2 separate regions of the Bos taurus genome follow, and region 1 is linked to region 2. Evidence: chromatin contacts called from public Hi-C data. All regions are on one chromosome and are shown on one strand. The core of a region is the stretch at or near the end of the contact, and the rest is flanking DNA. Distances in the headings are between cores, read along the strand shown.

Evidence for each region. Hi-C and Micro-C count contacts between places; a contact is called where the count stands out from the background.
Region 1: a Hi-C map of an unstated tissue shows a contact between it and region 2, with 2.9 times the contacts expected there. The contact joins the enhancer-like site here to the promoter of VPS26C in region 2. A contact is called at or near these places in 2 of 11 Hi-C or Micro-C datasets (skeletal muscle and an unstated tissue).

What each region holds. Positions count from the first base shown.
Region 1 is chr1:149,557,608-149,561,274 of ARS-UCD2.0, forward strand. No RefSeq gene overlaps it. Among named protein-coding and RNA genes, the nearest start is that of DYRK1A, 58 kb to the right of the region's middle. Within about 2 kb of position 1,539, at least 49 of the 102 cell types and tissues checked have an H3K27ac peak or open chromatin away from gene starts, as enhancers often do. A contact at or near this core is called in skeletal muscle, where this site is marked.
Region 2 is chr1:149,494,194-149,497,734 of ARS-UCD2.0, forward strand. It overlaps VPS26C (VPS26 endosomal protein sorting factor C), which reads right to left and starts at 1,699. Exons shown (of 8, transcript NM_001040510.2): 1 at 1,607-1,699. The coding sequence starts at 1,663.

The sequences.
Region 1 (3,667 bases), core at 289-2,788, 63 kb after region 2:
AGAATAGTCCTCAATAACTTAGGGATGTAAAGAAGGAAACAAACACTTGTTGGATGTCTGCTAGGCTCCTGGTATTCTGGTCTTCTTGCTACACACTTATCTCTGAAATGATATGTGGTAAGAAGCCTATTTTATGATATTCCCAAGATTTAGAACCTGGGCCGTTAGGTTAAAAACTATAGGGACGTAGGGTCTGTTTTTTTTTTTTCTCCTAATTACCAGTAATTCATTCTAGAAAATTTGAAAAAAGGTACAAACAAGAGAAATATCACCTACCATTGTTCCGCCCTGTGACAAATATTACAAAACTTTATTTTAACATATAACAATATAAAGTTTTAATTACAACACTTAAATCATACTGAATCTACCGCTTTATCTCTTCTTTTATTCTGCATCCTATTTTGACGTGATTTGTGACGTGTTTTAGTTGAGCCTCCACTGCTGGATAGTCAGGTGTTTCCAACAGTTCAACTTACGGATGACCTTGAGGGGAATCACTCAGAGAGTGGTGGGTTGACCGGGGCAAGTGTGGAAAGAGAAGGAGACATTTAGCCTGAGAAAGACGAGATTCAAGTGGGAAAATCATAGCTTTCCTCCACTATTTGAAGGTTGGTACTTTGAGGGAACTTGGTCTGTGTAGTCCCAAAAGGTACAATTTAGAAAGAGTGGGTGGAAAGTGTGGGGCAATCAATTCATGGTGTGTACAGTTCAGGGAAGTTGAAGGCAGGAGGAGAAGGGGACGACAGAGGATGAGATGGCTGGATGGCATCACTGACTCAGTGGACATGAGTTTGAGCAAGCTCCGGGAGATGGTGAAGGACAGGGAAGCCTGGCATGATGACTTGATGTAGTCCATGGAGTTGCAAAGAGTCAGACACAACTGAGCGACCGAACAACAGCAACGTTTCAGGAGGTAGTATGTTTCCAGCTCATAAATACGTTTTAACATAGGCTAAAAATCACTTACGTTTACAGCAGGAGGACCTGAGAGTTTTGAAAACACAGAAGTAATTTATTATTTTTTGAAAGGGACATCTTAGAAAGAGCTTCAAAAACAAACATTTGCAGGAAAATCTCTTCTTATTTATTATTATTTATATCAGGGCCAATATTTACATAATGATTTATAGTTCACAAAGTATTAGAAAGAATCCTCCTTTTAAAATGAGAGAACACGGAATTCCCTGGAGGTCCAGTTAGGTTAGGACTCTGGGCTTCCACTGCAGGGGGCACAAGTTCAATCCCTGGTCGGGGAACTAAGATCCCACATGCACGGTGTGGCCAAAATAAATAAAGAAAACAAAAGAACAAGTTCAGAGAGGTTAAGTAAACCACCCAAGTCCTGCCTCTGGGAGGCAGTGGGAATGCCCCCGTTCACTGTCTCTGCAATCACTCTCTTTCCCTGTTGCTATTGTTACTGTATTAAGGTCACCAGTCCCTTCTTGAAAATCCAAGCTCACAGGACTTTGCCTGTACCGTGCTCCTCTGCAAGAAAATGAAAATGTCCCCAGTGACTAATGCGAACAGAATGTCACGGTGCAGCTAACAGGGAAGGTGTCCTGGGCATCCTTTCGACTCCACGGCAGCGACTTCACCATCGGGTGTGACGGGCAGGCAAGGGCGGCTCTCACATCCTAGGGTTGATTCCGCGAGGTCTCCCGGGCCTTCTGCTCGGGACAGGCCCCCATCCCTGGCAGTCAGAATGAACGTACCTGCCAAGTTAGGCCTCTGTCTCATATACACCTGCGACCCTGTCGGCTCAGACCCCTGGAATGCTGACCTTGGAGCCTCCGCTCTACTTGCCTAGCTGGAAAGCACATAGCCCAGGAACGTACTCCTGTGTCTAGCGCCCACCGTGAAATCTTGCCTTCCTCTTAAGCCTCTCGGGCTGGGTGACCTGGAACGAACTGTCGGTTCCCTTTTGGTTCCAGGAGAGGCCCAGCCACATCTTCTGGGGAGCAAACTCCCCGCTGCACTCCCAGGGGCCCCGCCTACCTGGTCTTTCTCACAAAGCGAGTCAGAAGTCCCTCGATACTGACCCACTTTTCTGAACGCCCTCATATGGGGCTCAGGGAGCCCCTTCACTGCTGGGTTTCTGACTCTCCCGCTCAGACCCCCTCCCAGTCTGCAGGAAGCCTGCGTCCACCGTCCACCGTGGGAGGGACAGGAAGGCCGGAAGCAGATGGCGACCAGCCCAGAGTGAAGTGGATTCCTCCTGCCTTTAACCATTTCCTGGTTCCAGCTGCTTGCCTGCCTGAACCAGCTTTTGCTGTTTCGCAATTCCATGGTGACTCCATTCTTCCAAAAGCATTGACTTGGCTCCCAGTATATGCTAAGCACTGGGGGGTCAAAAAAAAAAAAAAAGACAAGTGAGCTAGGTCTCTGCCCTTAAAGGACTTCCTTTCCTCTTGGCAGATGGAAAAGGAAACCTACAAGGGAAGTGCAAGAAGAGAAATGCTTTGATGTCAGGAGGAGAGCTTCTGGGGGGAGAACGCTGTTCTGGGGGCCTCTCTTGGGAAAGCTTGTGCCAAGGAGGCCTGAGGGATCAGCTCATGAAAGGACTGGGTGACAGACTGAGGGCGAGGAATGTTATCCCCAAAGCAGTGAGAGTCCTTTAGGCTTTTGACAGCGATAGGAACCTGAATTTGAGAAACTGTCCTCTATAGGCCCGAGAAAGAGGGTGAAGGAGGAACAAGCCCAGAAGCTGGGAGGGGCTTTTAGTCTTTATTTCATTCTTTTCTGTTCAGTTTGAATTTTCAAACCATATGCTTGAATTGTTTTTATTTATTCATTTAAAAGTTTGTATTTATTTGGCTACACTGGGTCTTAGTTGTGGCACGCCAGACCTTCCATCTTTGTTGCAGCATATGGGTCTTTTAGCTGCGGCATGCAGGACTAAGTTCGCTGACCAGGAATCGAACCTGGGCCCCCTGCATTGGGAGTGTGGAATCTTAGTGACTGCACCAGCAGGGAAGTCTCTTGGATTGTTTTTATTTTTAAAATTAACAGTCATTATAATGGGATTAGTGGCTCCTTCTGTCTTATTCTTTACATACTTTGTGTTATAGATTTAAAAAGGAAACATAATAAATAGTTTTTGCTTTTAAAACTCTGAAGGTGCTTTCAGATGAGGGAAAGGATAGGCATGTTTGTTGCCCGTCACGAATATTTTTAGTGCTTGACCGTGCCCTTAAGCTGCTAACAGCACAAGCAGGTGGAAGGCTGTTATTTTTGCATTTGGAATATAGAAGCTAAAAATTTTGTCTGATGAACATGACCTAATTTATAGTTTTTCATACTGGAGGTACTTGAGGTGAGCTGTGGACCCTGTAGGAACACTGGTCTGAGAAACATTGATAAAATAAAACTAGATCCATGGTAATCACTAACATTACTGTATCTCTTCAGTGGAATTTTCTTCTTCCAACTTTGCCGACTGCAACAATCTTTCCCCTGGCACTAGAGAAATTCTATCCATTTTAAGACCGGAAGAGACCGTTTCCCTCTTCTATACAAATCATTAGACAGTTTCCCCTAAAGTTTTACGATTGCCAAAACCTCGTATAGGGTGGAGGAAAATAGGAAGAAAATAGGAAGAAAATTTCAGAAGATCATCACTTATTTAAAAATACAAAACAGGGTCTTCCCTGGTGGTCCAGTGGTT
Region 2 (3,541 bases), core at 449-2,948:
GGTGTGATGGTTGCACAACTTGAGTATATTAAAACCACTCAATTATACACTTTAAAGAGTGAATTTTATGGTATTAGATCTCAATAAAGCCTTTTTTTTTTTTAAGACATCAAATTAGACCCATAAGGCTTTCAAGCAGAGTCAGCAACTGTTAGTATGTTGGCTTTCTTTCTCTGTTGCTTTCTTTCTCCCCACATGCATGTGCCCGCGCGCACACACACACACAATTTATGACCAGGCCATTTAAAATTTAGTTATTATTACACTTCACTCCTAAATACTTCAGCAGGTAGAGCAGTTGCCCACATAACCGAAATATGAACATTAGACTGGGGGAATTTAAAGCTCTTATTTAACATATACCCCATATTCAAATTTATCAAAAATTAGGTATCACATTTGGTTGTTATATCCCTGTCATCTCTTGAATCTTAAAAAAAATGTCCTGTCCTTTTAATGACACTGACACATTTGAAGAATCCAGGCCAATAAATGGACAGAATGTTTCTCAATTGTGAACATGCCTATTTCCCTGTGAACTAAGTGCAGTTAGGCATTTTCGGCAGAACACCACACAGCTGGGTCGTGTCTTCAGTCCTCCCTACCAGAATCCTCTATTATTGTGCCAGAACGCGTCAACTGTGGCGGTAAGGTGGTTCACCGCAGGTCTTGGTTAGGACAGGGACTATCAGATTCCTGCACTATAAACGTAGCTTCTTCCCTCTGTAATTAATAATCTGGAGATGACTAAATTATCTTGCATCTGTGTAAACATGAAGTTTCCTCAATGGTCTTGCCCCCAAAGGCTTTAAGCATCCCTTTTGAGCCCTCGCTGCATTCACGTGACCAACCATTCCTCTCAATTTTATTACACATACTCAAGAGAGTTGGCTGCGATTTCAACCCGGCTGCACAGCGGCCAGAATCACAGGGGGCTCTAGGTATGAAACCCCGGTCAGCGTATATTCCAGAGCGATGGATTCTGATTTAGTTACAGTAAGGGTTGAGACTGCCCGAGTTAGAGGGAGAAAAACCTTGCATTCTCCTTTGGCAAATAAGGAAACTGGCGCCCGAGGAGATTAAGAGGCTATGGCACAAAACTTGTTCATGGCACCGTTAAGATTTTTTTTTAATTTGCATTTTAAAATGCAATTCCTTCCGTCCCCAAAACCAGAAAAACGAGTAACTTTTGTTCGGCCTACAGAGTGTATTTCTGCTTCCAAGGTTACAGCTGCCTTTCTGGCCCTAGACCTTTGCATTCCTCTTACAAGCGAGAAAAGGATAGTCTGATGGTTGAGCTCCTCGGACCGCAGTGCGAATTCACAGCTCAAGACCCCGGCCGGGCTGGATGTCCAAGGGGCCAGACGGTTGCGCGCTGCAGCCCAGGGGCCCTGCACGCCCCCCCACCGCGGCGGCAACCCCAGCGGACGCCGCTGCAGAGCAGCCAGCCGCGCAAGCGAGATGCACCTGGAGGGGGCCGCACCTGGCGGAGGATGCACCTGTCTGCTCCCACCTGACCCGGACGCACCCGCCCAGGGAAACTCCGAAGTGTGCCAGACCCGGGGAGACCACAGAACCTGAAGGCCCACCCCACCCCCCCACTTACCCCAGCGTGATAAACCTTGTTCGCTCTTTTAATCTTAATGTCCAGGGTGGTCCCCATCGTGAATACTCCGCTTCGCGCACCACTTCCTGCCGCGCGTGATCGAAAGGCGGGGAGGGCTCGCCCCGCCTCTCCGCCCGGGGCCCCGCCCCTTCTCCCCGCCCGCAGCTGCGTCACGTGACCCTGCCCCCGCGGCCAGTGCGACTCTCCCCCTCCCCCCACCCTTCTTCTTTCCGGCGCAGGGGCGGGCCTTAGCGTGGGTCGAGGACTGTCACTCTTGGCCCGGCCTCCCCCGGGCGTGAGGGGCGGGAACGAGGAAACCCCACCCCTTCCGTAAAGACCAGTCTTGACGCCGGAAATGCCTCTTCTCGCCCGTTGACCAGGCGGAGGGAGTAAACTCGGCTCTCCCGGCGTGCCCCGCGGGGGGGCGGGGCCGGGACGCGCCGAGGGCGCAGCCTGTGCCCGCAGGCTGAGGCTCCCATCAGGCTGTGCGGCGCGAAGCGGCGCTACGGTATTGCGTTGCCTTCAAGGAGGTGATAATGGAGACTGCCTTCTCTTCTAATCCCTTCCTCTAGTTGCCTCTAGTCCTCCCACCCTCCCGCTTTCTTCCAGCGGCGCTGAGGACATAGGCTTTGTGTCCGTCCTCGGCGAGGCGGTCTTCCTTGCCCTTTCCACAGCCCCGCGCTCCCGACCTGCAAAGCGCTGATGGGCGGGCTTCCCCGACACCCCCCGCCGGCGGGCACCAAGGTCTTGAGGGAGCGCGGGCGGCCTGGCCCCGCCCCGCCGGGCCGCGGGGGCTTGTGGGTACTCTCACCGACGCGCGCCCTGGGACGAGGCGTTGAATATTCATATTCATGCGCAGAGTGTGAAGAGGCGCGGATCGTAGGCCTCGCGTCTCGGCGGTGCGTGGAAATGTATAACCTCGAAACTGAGAGGGTCCTACCTAGTCTTTTTATTCTCAGCAAGAGCCCACTCACCTGGACACAAGAAACGTATGGCTTTCCGGAAGGACTGCTTCCAGGCGGAGCAGCCGACTACTTTTATTGAAATAAAATTCCTTGTCAAGGTTTTAAACAGGGGACTTTCCAATAAGAGAGGCATATTTTTAATTGTTATGGTCCCTGACTTAATACAGCGAGGAAGTGCTTTTTGATTTTTAAGACTCTGAGATTCCGATTTTCTTTTTTTCTTAAAGTGCGTTACTTTTAGGATTATGTGAGTTTTTCTTTAAAACGGTTTCCTGACTCACTCTCACGAGTACTTCTCATGAGAATGTAAGGTGTTTTCTAGGACAACCTTGATGGTGCTATAGCTACAGTTGCTTTTGAAGGTTGATAACAGGTATTTCCCAATGTTCAGATCTCAGTTTTCAGCTCCTCTCTGCCCCCAACGGCTTCCGTTGCGGTCTAGGGTAACTTCCCTTGCAGCTCAAACTCAGCAATTCTAAAAACAATTGATTAGGGACTTACTAATCACTGTCTAGTCTATTTGCAATTCAAGAAGTGGGTCCTTCTCTGCTAGTCTCACCATCATTTCCAAATGGTAAAACGTTAATCCCAGTAGACAGTACAGGAAATCAAAGGGATACACATTCTAGACTTGTTTGCTTCAGCAAACCTGCTTTATCGCAACTCAACATTTCTGGTTCATAGAGGACAAGTGTACTGTATTTCACTCATCTGTGTCGGTTGAACACGATCTTCACCGAATACTGCTGCTGCTGCTGCTGCCAAGTCGCTTCAGTCGTGTCCGACTCTGTGAGACCCCATAGACGGCAGCCCACCAGGCTCCCCCATCCCTGGGATTCTCCAGGCAAGAATACTGGAGTGGGTTGCCATTTCCTTCTCCAATGCATGAAAGTGAAAAGGGAAAGTGAAGTCGGTCAGTCATGACCGACTCCTTCCTCCGACCATGGGATTTTCCAGGCAAGAGTAGTGG